Regions from separate parts of the Anas platyrhynchos genome. Here region 2 is linked to region 1. A link is a contact called in public Hi-C data. All regions are on one chromosome and are shown on one strand. Each heading gives the region's core, a stretch centred on a gene start, on an enhancer-like site or on the middle of the called end of the contact. The rest is flanking DNA. Distances are from core to core; before and after follow the strand shown.

What was found. A called contact is a pair of places that touch in the nucleus more often than the background predicts.
Region 2: a contact with region 1 is called in a Hi-C map of F5 follicle, with 1.7 times the contacts expected there. The contact joins the promoter of SIDT2 here to the enhancer-like site in region 1. A contact is called at or near these places in 5 of 8 Hi-C or Micro-C datasets (F5 follicle, liver, skeletal muscle and 2 more).

What each region holds. Positions count from the first base shown.
Region 1 is chr25:8,991,386-8,998,030 of IASCAAS_PekinDuck_T2T, forward strand. SIK3 (SIK family kinase 3) reads right to left here. Exons shown (of 24, transcript XM_038167509.2): 5 at 3,165-3,289; 6 at 2,663-2,786; 7 at 1,030-1,148; 8 at 578-688; 9 at 276-419; 10 at 1-17. Among named protein-coding and RNA genes, the nearest start is that of APOA1, 26 kb to the left of the region's middle. Within about 2 kb of position 2,791, at least 2 of the 8 cell types and tissues checked have an H3K27ac peak or open chromatin away from gene starts, as enhancers often do. A contact at or near this core is called in F5 follicle and small yellow follicle, where this site is marked.
Region 2 is chr25:9,045,620-9,052,264 of IASCAAS_PekinDuck_T2T, forward strand. SIDT2 (SID1 transmembrane family member 2) reads left to right here and starts at 2,538. Exons shown (of 28, transcript XM_072027803.1): 1 at 2,538-2,933; 2 at 3,458-3,604; 3 at 3,711-3,872; 4 at 3,965-4,010; 5 at 4,090-4,191; 6 at 4,260-4,343; 7 at 4,464-4,575; 8 at 4,678-4,743; 9 at 4,872-4,965; 10 at 5,085-5,140; 11 at 5,341-5,352; 12 at 5,531-5,602; 13 at 5,686-5,760; 14 at 5,987-6,049; 2 more. The coding sequence starts at 2,722. It overlaps PAFAH1B2 (platelet activating factor acetylhydrolase 1b catalytic subunit 2), which reads left to right. Exons shown (of 6, transcript XM_027444425.3): 6 at 1-606.

The DNA of each region.
Region 1 (6,645 bases), core at 1,541-4,040:
CCTGCCTGCTCTGTCTGCTGGGCAGAGGGATCAAGATCAGAAGTCAGGAAGCTAGCATCTCTTACAGCCCCTTTACAAACACCACTAGATTAACACCAAAGAACAGACCTTGGGAACAGGGAGATTAAGGCACCCTGAGAATACAAAAAGATCTCAGACAAGGAAGATTTTGGGACTTGTCAGAATGAGGATGCTTACAAGGAAGTTGAAGTTCAGCAGGTATGATTTAGAAGATTGGCCTAGGCCTGGAAGAACGTCATACAAGCAGGACCTACCTGGATGTTAGCAGAGGTGGGGAAGGTCATGGTCCGTGGTACACTTGGAGACGGCGCGATGCGCAGGTTCTTGTGTCTCTTCAGACGGTCGCACAGCAAGCTGTAGATTGCACTGTAGTGATCGTAAGCATCAGCTCGTAAGGACTAAAAGAAAAGGAGAAAGGGGTCAGACGCTTTCTGCCAAGCACTAAAATAAGCTGCATACTGCGCTGAAGTTGCTCAGTTACCAGACGTGGTAAACAACACAGACATTTGCTCTCCGACCAGAAGAGGCAGCACAGAACTACCAGCTGTGGTGTTACCTGAACTGTGCGTTCCTTGTCCAGCCCCATTTCTGCCATCGCCAGCAGCACATCCTCGTTCAGCGGCTCCATCTGCCTCTCAGTCTTCAGGTGCTGACACTCTGCTATCAGCTGCAAGAGCACAGACGCAGCCCTCAGTGCTTACGTTCCCAAAGGCACAGGGATGAGTCATGATGCTCTACAGCACCGATTCACCAGGCTCCGGCTGCGAGCTGGCGTGAGCTCTGAAGGCTGACGGCACAGTAATTCAAAGGGGGGAGAAAATGTAACAGCACACAGAGCTGAAGGCTGATGTGGAAAGCAAGGCAAGGGGGACACAAAGTAGAAAGGTGGCACGCCGGCGCTTGGAACTAGAGTTCCCAAGCAGCTGAAGCCAACTCTGTGGCACAGAGCCTGTTTGCAGTGCTACGTGCACTGAGCAAACCCCATTCCAGCTCACTTCAGCTTCTCACCCTGTCAAACTCTGCATCAGCCTCTCCAAGCTTCATCCACTTGTGTTTGCAGATCTGCTCCATTGAGAGCCGCTTACTTGGGTCCAAGACCAGCATGTGGCGGATCAGATGTTCACATTCTGCAAGAGAACAGAGCTGTGAGTAACTCACAGTGAGGGGCACAACTTCCGCAGGCGACAGCCTTGTGCTGCTAGGGCAGAAGGAAAAAAAAGGCCAAGTTTGTCTTTCAAAAGCATGCGCTTTTCTGCAGGAAGCCATACACAACACAAAGACTGCTTCTCCTCCTGCACTTCACGCCCGTGCCTGCTGCAGACATTTGATGCTACCTGCAGGAAACCGCTGGGCCAAGGACCACGGCCCCTTCCAGACAGAACCAAAGGCTGAAGCTCAAAGTTAATGGGGCTCCAATTGACACTGAATACCCACAGCCCTCTGGCTAAGCACTGCTCTAAATCAGGTGGCACAGGAGTGAAAGCCTCTCTCAAGATGCTTCAACAGCTGCTGCCAGCCAACACAGGAGCATCTCCCGTTCTCAAGCTCCCAAGGGCACCAGTGGCACTGGCTGCCAGCACTACCGCAGCTCCTACAGGTGAGCACATCCCCCGTCAAGGAACATTTTCAGTGGCTGTACGGTCTTCCAAAACCAATCTGAAACCCCCTTTGGAGAAAAGCTTTCCTGCCAATACAGCTGTAAATCAGTATGCCCCTTTCACACTTCCAAACTCTCAGGCAGGATTTCCCCAGGCTAGGGAGGAGGCTGGCCAGGCCACGGTGCCCTTGTGCTGTTTGCCAGCTCCCCTAGGTGGCACGCTGTCACCCTGTCCCTGCCCGCCTTGCTGGCATGGCCAGGGGACCCAACGGGCTCTTTGGGGTTGGAGAACAAAGCAGAGCAGCCACGGCTCAGGCTGCCAGCACAGTGCTCCTCAGGCTTACTGCAGGAACACCTCTCCCAGGCAGCTCCTGCAGAACCGTGTGGGGCACCACCACTCGAGCCAAGCTCGGAGCACCAAGTGTGATGAGAGGTTCAGCTTGGAGCCAGAAAAGCAGGCCTTTAACCCCCACTGAATTTTCCACTCAAAGGTACCATAAAATATGAGCTGCTCTTAAGCAAAGCTGGTTTTACCCAAGAATTAATCACACTTTTCACAAACAAGATTTATTACTTAAGTAATCCAGAACGCTTTTGCACAAACAGGACATGGACATTCACTTGCGGTGGGGCTATTGCTGGAAATTAATGTGCCATAATGCTGTAAAAAGCCTCTTGTCTACAGCAGATCGAGTGAAAGCCTCCATATTCCTACATCACTAGTCCATTTTTAGCTTTCACACTTCCCAGAATTTAGTGAGTGTATCTTTGCTAACATTTTGCTATAGTTTGCAATTATGTATACAAGAAAGCCGATTATTTTTAGGTAAGAATATTTGGGTTTCTAAATTCTAGATTCAGAACTCATTTTAGCTCCTGTTACAAACTGCTCTCCAGCAGATAAGGCTCCTGGCATACCACTCCCCCCCACACACAAATCAAATGGTTTATTGAAATGTAAGCGTTTCAAGGGGTCTGTGAGCAGAGATGTGCCCAGAGCCCTGCCCGGCGCTGCTGGCAGGCTGTGCAGTGTGTGTGCCTCACCTGTGGACATGAAAAATGGAATGCGAAACTTCCCGCTCAGCACCCTGGCGCGCAGATTCTGCAGCGTGCTCCCGTCGAAGGGCAGAGCGCCGCAGACCAGCACGTACAGCACCACGCCGAGACTCTGCAGCCAAAACCAAGGTCACGTCAGCAACGGAGGGAGAGACCAAGAGAGGTTGTGGTTAACAGCGGTTAACATTGTTTAAATAAAACAGAAAACAAGAAGAAGCAAATCCTTGGAAAGGACCTCGTGGCATCTCAGTCCCAGGCCAGCCTCATTTCTCCTTCAAGCTTAATTCAGACTTTCTTCCAAGCCTCAGAAACCAATGGCTAAATCAGCTGGCAGCCCAAACCTGCCCAAGGTGGCCCTGCACCACCACAGCACCTGCGTGCCCAGATCCACGCAGCATCAGCAGGCTGAGCACCACTGCGGTGGCAAGAATCAAAGCCAAAGAGAGCAAAACCAAAATCGAAGTAAAAGAGAAAGAGGCTCACTGCATACCCAAATGTCAACCTTGGGCCCATCGTACTCCTTTCCTTCAAAGAGCTCTGGAGCGGCATAGGGAGGGCTCCCACACCAGGTTTTAAGCAGCTGGCCAGGTGTGAAGATGTTACTGAATCCAAAATCTGAAAGAATAACAAGAACTGGTTAGTAGAGTGTGATCCACCTCAGCTGTCACCAAGAAATGGTACTGAAATAATTCGCTGTGCCTGGTGAAGTCGCACACAATTCCACAAGGGGTAGCTGATATTCAGACCCCAGAAGGGTAAGAGTGCACAAGAGGCACCTGGAACAGCGTGCAAGTTTCTTTCCTCCACACGGAGAGGATGGACAACCACATATCAAAGCTGCTCCTCCACTTCTTACAACAACTCAACCCATTTAAACAACCTGCTGCAAAATACCCCAGCTTGGGACTGCTCCACACACTCTAACTACACTACTTTGCTTACGAGAACACAGATCTGAAGCTTGCCCTCCACGTTTCATACACGTGATTTCCATGCTGGAGTCAATGAATAGCAATCAGACCAGCCAGGGTCGCTCTAAGTCGGGTGAAGGGTTTGGAATGAGGTTTCCAACTTATATTCGAGGGACCACACACAATCTTTGTGTTAATTTCCAACCTTCAGCTCTCTGATGACGAGTTTCACAACTTCAGTAGAAGCAGGGCAGCTGCCAGCAAAGACAGAACGCACAGAAAGAGGAGAAAGCACGTGCCATTTTTTAAATTCATTTTCCAGAAATACGTGAACCGAAATCTTCAGTTGTGGCAGGCATCTCTACAAAGCCAGTCAAATCCTTCACCCACAGCAAAGAATAAATCCTGAAGGAGAAGTTAAAAGAAAGGTCTGAACTTCGTGGGCAGTCAACCATCAGCTTACGTGGGCACTAATGGCATTCCCTGCTAATTAACCTGCCGCCCCTGGATACAGCTGAGACCTGCGCTGGAAAGAGGCAAGGAACAGATGTCTGGATTTAAGAGAAGTGAGCTTTTGCTTATAAATAAAAGGATTTTGACTCATCTGAACAACAGCAAACCCAGAGAGTGAGAGAGAGAGGGTTCCAGGTCCCATGACAGGGTGTCCTTGGGAGCAGTTCCTATCAGGAGCAAACGGCTTTGCCTATTTTTCTGCTAGACTTGTGCCAGCAGGAAGGTGAGTGACACTGATGCACGTGGACAGGGACCCCCAGCCACAAGGACATTGTTCGCAGCAGCCAGAAATACTCAGTTTGCAAATGCAAACCCATTAAACCAAAAAACTTCATGGCTAAAATACTATGGCTGCAGGAAGTAAAACTTTGAGGACGAGCTTCATTCTAGTTTTAACTCCATCGCTGTCCCCAGCTGCAGCACATCTGGGGGAACGGGAGCTGATCCTGCCCACCTGCCACCGGAGCACGAGATCCCAAAGCTCTCCAGGAGAATTCGACTGAAAATGCAGATTTTAACACATGCATGCAAATGGCAAAAATTATTTGACATGCAAAACACAAGTTTTTTCCCCTTATTTCGTGAAAGAAATATACATTCATCTCGAACATCCATCTTAGCTTTATCTGCCTATTTCTCCTTGCAGTCTGTCCGTGCTTCAGGAGCCGAGGAGCTCAGCACGCGTCCTGCAGCCACCAGCGAAGGTTTGGTTCCCTAGACCACGTAAAACTGCAAGTTTGACCTGGAAGGTTTGCAGTTACCCTGCTGAAAGGGAACCGGGCGTCAGCTTTAGGACAGAACCCCCCAACCCTTGGCAGCAGTGCCCGGAGCTTCCCCCCAGCTCCCGAGCCAGCAAACCCAGCTGGCTTCCCACCAAGCCCCCGAGCAGCCACTCCTGTGCACAACCTCTGCTGCCTCGCAGGATTTCCGTGACCTGATTTCGGGGGACTGTGCTCTTCTCCTTCAAAGAGCTGCAGCACTCAGCCAAGCACCTGGGCGCAGCTCGGCACAGCAGGGTGCAGCTCGCCCAGCCGTGTGCGCTGCCTTTTGGGAACCACCTGCATCGCTGAAACAGCAAACACGGCACGTTGTCTTCCCAAGCCCGTGGCTGTACAGAAATGGGAAGGGGTCTGGCAGGCCTGCAGCTCGTTGGAGCCGCCAGCATGCTGCCCAGGGATGGGACAGGATGGGAAGGGACTCGGTGTTTTGCTGCTCGAGAATTTAGAGATGGGAACTGCACAGATGCGAGCTTGAAAAGCTCCCCTTGCCCACCAAGTCAACGGGGGGATTTGAAACTCCAAAGCAACAGAAAAAAACAACAACACACCCCCAAAAATATAAAGCAAAAAAAAAAAAAAACAAACAAAATGAATAACCCATGGTTGAAATACGTTTTTTTAAATACTATGACAACTCATCCCAGCCCAAGGAAGGCCACGTAAATTCACCAGGGAGCAACCAGGTCCCATCCCACAAACAGATGCAAAGGGAAAGGGGAGTTTTTGAAGGACAAACTAAAACTCGTGATGCCACCATATAGGGAAAATACCTCAAAACCCTCTCTCTGCACTACGAAGAAGTGGGTCCAGTCATCCAGTCCCTCATTCTTTGCTAGAGCAGAGCTTCAGGGAGCAGACATGAGACTGTGCAACGGGGACTTCTACCCTCCGAAGGCGAAGGAGCGAGCAGGCTCTTGCAAATGAATGCAAAGCAATGCATAGATGGGATTCCTGCCTGAAATCATATCCCAGGAAAGCCTGCGTGTGTAGCAATAATCCCAGCTCCTGGCTGAACCCTCGGACTGGGAGCATGAGTGAGCACAGTGCCAGCAGCCACTGAGTCAGGCTGCGAGAAGGTACGCGGGGAAAAGGCATCCAGGGGAAAAATGGGAGCAGGGGAGCAGCACTCACACCTGACTGCTCAGGGAAAAATGGTACGGTTATGGTCAACAGAAAAAGCACACTTGTAGTCAGCACCAAGTGGAAACAGCAGCACTAACCCACTCCTAATTGCCAGTGTTAATTACTGAACTCACAGCAAGTAATGCAAAGCTGCAGCTGCAGGTCAGGAAGACCGACAGAAGAGCCAGAAGATCTGCGCTGGTGGCGAGCTGAAAGGTAAAACTCCAACAGCTGCTGGAATTGTGTGGATTGCTCAAGATTTTACACCTACGTATCAGAACCACGTGGCCCGGGTCCCACAGCTGTGCTCTGGGTGTTGGAGGTGACACGCTGGCTCCCGGCAGGCTCCCTGGATTCCTGCTACTCGACAGCAAAGAAGCAACCAGGATTTGCCAGACGGAGCCTTCAGAAGGCAGGCTCGGGGCTCAGCTGATGGAAGCTACGGACATACTGAGTGCATTAGGGAAGAGGTTGGAGTGAGGCAGTGTAACAGGCTCGGCAGCGAAGGTTTTGCTGCTCCTTCGCCCTGTCTGACAGGGCTTGGTGCACGCCTGCAGTGCTTATCCTGGGAGGTCCAGAGTGAAAGCCATCAGTTGCTATTGCTTCTTTTTTTTTTTGTTCTCCTGAAACAATGGCAGAACTGGTG
Region 2 (6,645 bases), core at 1,288-3,787, 54 kb after region 1:
CCCACTACATTCCCCTCTTCCTGTAGATTTGATCATAGCAGGATTTCTGCCTGGATTGCATGCATAGTGTGTGTTTTGTTTCCAGTATATGTGATCTACACACAGATGAAGGAAGGATGAAGCTTTCCAATTCCCCGAAATAAAAGTAAAAAGTGTTGGAGTGCCGTAGTAGAAGGAGGATGATTGTCTCACCCCCATGGGCCAGGCCAGGAACGCGCTGCTCCCCAGGCCCCGCTCAGCCTATGCACTCTGTAGCCCTGCTGCCTTGCAGAGCAGGCTTTAAGATAAAGGTGTTCACGCTTCTGATTAGATGCTTGCTGGAGAAGCTGGTGTAGGAAGCAGTGTGAAATCCAGCCTTGAAAATCCATCGCAGTGGAGGATTCTTGGGGAAAAGATTTATTGACCCCCCCCTCCACACACACACCCCTAGGGAGACGGGACAAAGCGCCCTGCTCCCTGCGAGCTTTCCAGCTTTCTAGGCTTTTATAGAAAGGCAGTGTGATAGTTTAATCTATGCATCCCTGCTTCCCTCCCTGCTGTCCCTGCAGCTGGTTAAAGAGACGCTGCCCAGGAATGTGTCCTTCCAATAAAAAGTTAACTCCTCAACTGCGGCCGTGTCCGGCGGTGAGTCAGCTGCTCTTGGCAGGGCGCTGGGTGGAACGAGAGAGGTTGGGCAGGTTCGTGGCTCCTCTGCAACGTGACTGAGGACAGCTCTGCTTAGGCTTGGCTTGCTCAGGTGCCACGCTCTGTGCTTGTTTTGGTGTTCGCAGCCCTCCTCCTCGGCTGCCTTAACCCTCGCTGATGGGTGCTGATGCTGCACAAGGAGAGGAAGGACAGCTTTTTTTTTTTTTTTTCCTAGGAGACTTTAGCTGTGCTTGGGGCTGTCTAGTAAGAAACTGTCCCGCGCAAAATTGAGATGTTTTGTGTGAGGGCAAGGAGGGATTCTGCCTCCTCACTGAGCAAATATTAAAAAAAAAATGAGTGCCTCGCCAAAGGACGCATAGAAAAGCTTCAGTTGCAGCTTTGGGTGACCGATGTCCCTTGGGATCGGGGCTGGGCTGGGCTGCCCCAGCCTGGCCAGCATGAATTATTTCATTGTTAATGGTTGGCTGTGGAAGAACCGGCCCTTTGGGGCTCTTTCCTTTTGTAAACAATCCAGTTGCATTTTTCAGTTCTGTGCTGAAGCCTGGTGTCTTGTCTGTACAGTGGCCTGCGAGCACTGCCAGTTCCCTATTTATTGCAGCCAAGAGAAAAGATGTGAAAGGACGGAAAAGGGTGCCTGGGGACTTGTTGGGGAGGAGGGGGTGACACTCCAGGCACATGGTGGGGACCTCCCCACCTGCTCGGGGGCACTGCTCTGTGTCTGCTCACTGACTTGAACCTTCCCGGGTGGGAATTGTGATTCTGCTTTGGCAAAAAAAAAAAAAAAAAAAAAGCATCAACTGGTAGAACTCACTCTGTCTAGTGCATATTTCAATATAAATGTAAATGTTTCACCCCAACGTGTTGCTGTGTGTGTGTGTGCGCCTGTGTCTCCCGCTCCCTGTCGGCTGCCTCCTGTGTCCCGTTGCTGCTGCTGGGCCGTGGACCAGCTGTGGGGTGCTGCAGGGTCGGGGGGAGCCTCCCCAGGGGGGCCTCTCCCAGGTAAACCCGCAGCCTTCCCTCCCGTGGGTATTTGGAGTCGTGCTCGTCTGGATCCTCGCTTCTCATTTAGTATCCATTCTTATTGCCAGTCTGGTTTCTGTTTGTTTGTTCGTTTTCCTCTCTTTTCACCACCGTTTCCAAGCGATGCAGAGTTTGGGTACCCGAAGCTCTGAATGCTGTTCTGCAGGTGCAGGTAACCGGCTGTCTGGCCCTGGACAGCATCTCTCAGCTGGCTGCTCCTGGCTCTGATTCACTCCCAAGCCCTGAGATGAATGGGGAACGCTCAGCACTCATCGACCTCCGAGGCGTGCCAGCAGCGGCAGGATTTGGCCAGGAGTCGGGCGTGAGCTGCGGCTCTGCCCCGGCCTCACACCCATGGGGAGCGGGGAGCCCCTCACCTGGGGGGCAGCGAGCACTGTAATGGTGGGGGCAGATGTGGGGCAGGAGGCTGGGGGCTGCAGCCCAGGGGAGGGGGAGCTGGGGGGAGATATGGGAACAGGGTGGTTAGGAACAGGAGATGTTTAGGATTGGGATATTTAAAGGGGGAGGTGTTGAGGAACAGGGGCTGTTTAGGAACAGGATGGTGAAGATGAGGGGACATTGAGGAACAGGACTTTTAGGATCAGGGGATATTTAGGAGCAGGGCACAATTAGGAGCAGGGCGCATTTAGGAGCAGGGCGTTTAGGACCGGGATATTTCAGCCCGGGGTATCCAAGAGCAGCCCCGGCGGTGATGGGGTTCCCCGGGGGCTGCCCCGCGCCGTGTCCCTGTGCCCGTCCCGGGGCTCCGCTCCCCCCCCCACCGCCCCCCCCCAACCACGGTGGCTCCGGGGCCGCCCCCGGTCGGCGTCACTTCCCCGCCCGGCCCTGACGTCACCGCCGGGACGTGTTTACCGCCGGGCGGCGGCACCGGCACCGGGACCGGGCACCGAGCACCGAGCACCGGGCACCGGCCCCAGCAGCTCCTCGCCCCCCCGCGCCATGGCTCCGCGCTCCCCGCTGCGCCCCGGCTGACCCCGCCGTGCCCCCCCCCCGCTGCCCCCGTCCCGTCGCGGTGCCCTCCCGGTGCCCCCGGGGATGCTGGCGGGATGCCCCCCGCCCTGCTGGCCTGGGCGCTGCTGCTCTGGGCGCTCACCCCGCTGCCAGCCCTGCCCCAGCCCCAGCCCCAGCCCCAGCAGGGCCGGCGGGTGCAGGAGAAGGAGGCCACCTTCGACAGGACCTACTCGGACTGGGTGGACGCCGACCTGCTCAACATCTACGCCTTCAACCACACCGTGCTGCGCAACAGGGTGAGCGGGGCGCCGGGCACGGGGGGGGCACGGGGGCCTTTTGGGGGAGCGGGGCCCCTTTTGGTGGTGTGTTCCTGGTTTTGGGGTGTTCCCCTTGTTGGGCCGTGTTCCCCTTGTTGCGGTGCGTTCCCATTTTTGGGGTGTTCCCCTTGTTGCGGTGTGTTCCCCTTCTTGGTCTGTGCTCCCCTTGTTGGGCTGTGTCCCCCCTTTTGGGCTGCATCCCCCCTTTTGAGCTGTGTTCCTATTTTTGGGCTGCATCCCCCCTTTTGGGCTGTGTTCCTATTTTTGGGCTGTGTTCCTGTTTTTGGGCTGTGTTCCCCCTTTTGGTCCACGTTCCCCATTTGGGCACCCTGAGTTCACCCCGAGGCAGTGCCCCCACCACCCCCTGGCCGTGCAGCCCCCCGTCACCCAGCCCCGGGTGGTGGCAGAGCCCAGTCCCCGCGTCCCACACCCCCCCCATCAGCACGGGGCCAACGTGTCTGCGAGCAAAGTCCACCCAGCGGGGCGCCGCTGCCCGGCCACAGCGTCGCCTCCGCGCTGTCCCCGCAGACAGAGGGAGTCCGGGTGTCGGTGAACGTCCTGTCCGACCACAAGGACCTGCCCGTGCTCTTCGTGGTGAGGCAGAAGGAGGCGGTGGTCTCGTTCCAGGTGCCGCTCATCCTACGGGGCCTGTGAGTGCTGGGGGGGCTCGGGAGCCCCGGGCGGGGGTCCCCCGCGGGCACGGGGTGGGCAGGGGTGTGTGGCACGGCACGGCACGGCGGGGTCTGCCTGCCCCAGGTACCAGAGGAAGTACGCGTACCAGGAGGTGAGCCGCACGCTGTGCCAGCCGCAGAGCAAGGCGGAGGTGGAGACCCAGCACTTCTACGTGGACGTCTCCACGCTGTCCCTCAACGCCTCCTACCAGCTGCGCGTCACCCGCGTGGAGAACTTCGTGCTGCGGTGAGGGGCACGGCCCCGGCCCCCTGCCCGCTCCCTCCCCGGGTGGATGCTGCCCCGGCCGGCCCTCATCCCTCCTTCCCCGCTCTCCCCAGGACCAATGAAGCCTTCACCTTCAATGCCACGGCGTCGCAGCCGCAGGTGAGGGGCCGGGCTGGCCGGGCAGGGGGTCCGCACCGTGGGGAGCGGCACGGGTGGTGACGTGCCCCTCTCCCCCCAGTACTTCAAGTACGAGTTCCCCAAGGGAGTGGACTCGGTGATCGTGAAGGTGACCTCGGCCATGGCTTTCCCCTGCTCCGTCATCTCCATCCAGGACATCCTGGTAGGTTTGGGTTCTGGGGACTCCCCCCGAGGGGACCCGCGGGGCTGACGGCTCCTCGCACCCCGCAGTGCCCCGTCTATGACCTGGACAACAACGTGGCCTTCATCGGCATGTACCAGACCATGACCAAGAAGGCAGCCATCACCGTGCAGGTGGGCGCGGGGCCGGGGACACTGGGCATGGGGACAGGCCCCGGCCGTGGGGCTCAGCCCCACAGGGACCCACACGTCCCCCCCCGGTGCTGCTGACCCTCGTCTCTCTCGCCGTGGCAGAAGAAGGATTTCCCCAGCAACAGCTTCTACGTGGTGGTGGTGGTGAAGACGGAGGACGAGGCGTGCGGGGGGGCTCTGCCCTACTACCCCCTGTCCAAACACACCTCCCCAGGTGGGTGCCTGGCGGGGGGAGCCTTGCTGCTGCGGGGTCTGGTGCTGGGCACGGGGCTGACCCCCGCCCCGCAGAGCTGAGGGCTGCCCGTGCCTCCTGCAGATGAGCCCGTGGATCAGCACAACCGGCAGAAGATGCTGGAGGTGATGGTGTCCCCTGCCATAACCTGTAAGCCTGGGTGGGAGCCTGCTCCGGACGCCGATAAGGGCTGGGGGCTGCGGGGTGCTGGGGGGGACCCCGGGACAGGTCCCCGGGGCCACCGCTCGCCCTGAGCCTCGTCCCGGCTCTGTGCGCAGCGGAGGCGTACGTGAGCAGCATGCTCTTCTGCCTGGGCATCTTCCTCTCCTTCTACGTCCTCACGCTGCTCATCGCCTGCTGGGAGAGCTGCCGGTGAGCCCCCAACCCTTGTGGCCCCCCCCGTCCCCTCCCCGAGCCCCTGTCCGTGCCCCACGGTGCGGTGCCACCTGTGGGCGCCCTGCGGTGCCGCTCACAGCCGCTCCCTTTGGCAGGCAGCAGAAGAGGAAGGGGCTCCTGGCAGCCATGGACTCACCCAGCCTGGACACAGGTATTCGGGGTGGCAGCGAGGGGACGGATGTCCCTGGGGCTGGTGGTTTTTTCTGCCTTTCAAGTGAGGCCAAAGAGCAGGGATGGGAACGTCCTGGGGTTTGGTTTCTTCTCCTCTCTGGGGCTGACGCAGCTGAGCTGGGGCTTGGGCACCTGACTGGGTCTCTCTCTCTTTTTCCATGACTTTCTGGCGACTCCCAGCATCTTTACTGGGTAGGTGCCAGCGTTTGCTCTGTCCGTGGCTGTGAGCTGCTGCCCGCGCCGTGCCCCCAGCTGCAGGCAGAGGCGCAGGGCACTGCCCCGCTCCCATCGGCTGCACGGCCCCGTGCTGGGGGTGCTGCCGGTGGCTGCCCCCCACTGATGGGGCTGTGCATCCCCTCCTGTCCTGCAGGGCACTCCCGCAGCATCCCCGACTCCTTCCTGGGGCACGTCCCCTACGACACCTACGGTTACGGCTCCTTCGGTGAGTGCTGCCTGCTGCCCCTCACCTCCCCACCCATGGGGCCCGGTGGCCGTGCCGCATGCCCACCCTGTCCCTCCCCGCAGAGAACGGCTCCTCCGGCAGCACCGAGGCCGCCTCGGGCAGCTTGGGCTCTGCAGAGGTCTCCTACGGATACGTGGGTGAGTCCTGCGCCGTGCCACACCACGGAGCCCACGTGCCAGGGCTGCCTCGAGGGCACCGACTGCTGGCAGCTCAGCTCTGCCTCTCTCCGTCCCCTGGCAGCCCCTGTCCCTCCCTGACAGCCCGAGGTGGGGTCTTGGGGTGGGCACCGCCGGCTGGCGATGTGCCGGGAGCTGCGCTGGGTCCCCCCCGTCCTGCCCCGGTAACTCTCGCTTTCCTTTGAAGGGCAGGAGCAGTTCAAGCGGCGCATCCCCTCGGCCCCGATGAGGCAGCTGTGCATTGCTATGGGTAGATGTTGGTGCCGAGCAGGGGCGGTCCAATCGAGCCAATCTGCCCTGCCCCGAGCTTTGCCCCGGGCGCAGCCCCCGCCGTGCCCGCAGCCGCTCTGCCCCAGCCCCGCACGGCACAGGGCCCGCCCGGTGCGGCCAAATCCTGGGGCAGGCCCTGGCTGAGCTAGAAGGGGGGGCGCGGGTGTAATTGGGGGTGATTGGTGTTGGCGAGGGGGACTTGGCCCCGTGGGGTGCCCCCATCACCGCTCACCCCCCGGCTCTGGCGCAGGGGAGCGGTCGCTGGAGAACGTGGCCGGCCGGCCCCGCCTGGACTCGCTGAGCTCGGTGGAGGAGGACGACTACGACACGCTGGCCGACATCGACTACGACAAGAACGTCATCCGCACCAAGGTGCGTCCCCGTCGGGGCTGTGCGGGGCCGTGCCGGGGCGCCCAGCCCTGCCCCGCTCCGACCCTGCCTCTCCTTGCAGCAATACCTCTGCGTGGCCGACCTGGCCCGCAAGGACAAGCGGGTGCTGCGGAAGAAATACCAGATCTACTTCTGGTGAGGAGAGGATAGAGTGGGGGGGATCGGGACGGTGACCCCACGGTGTCC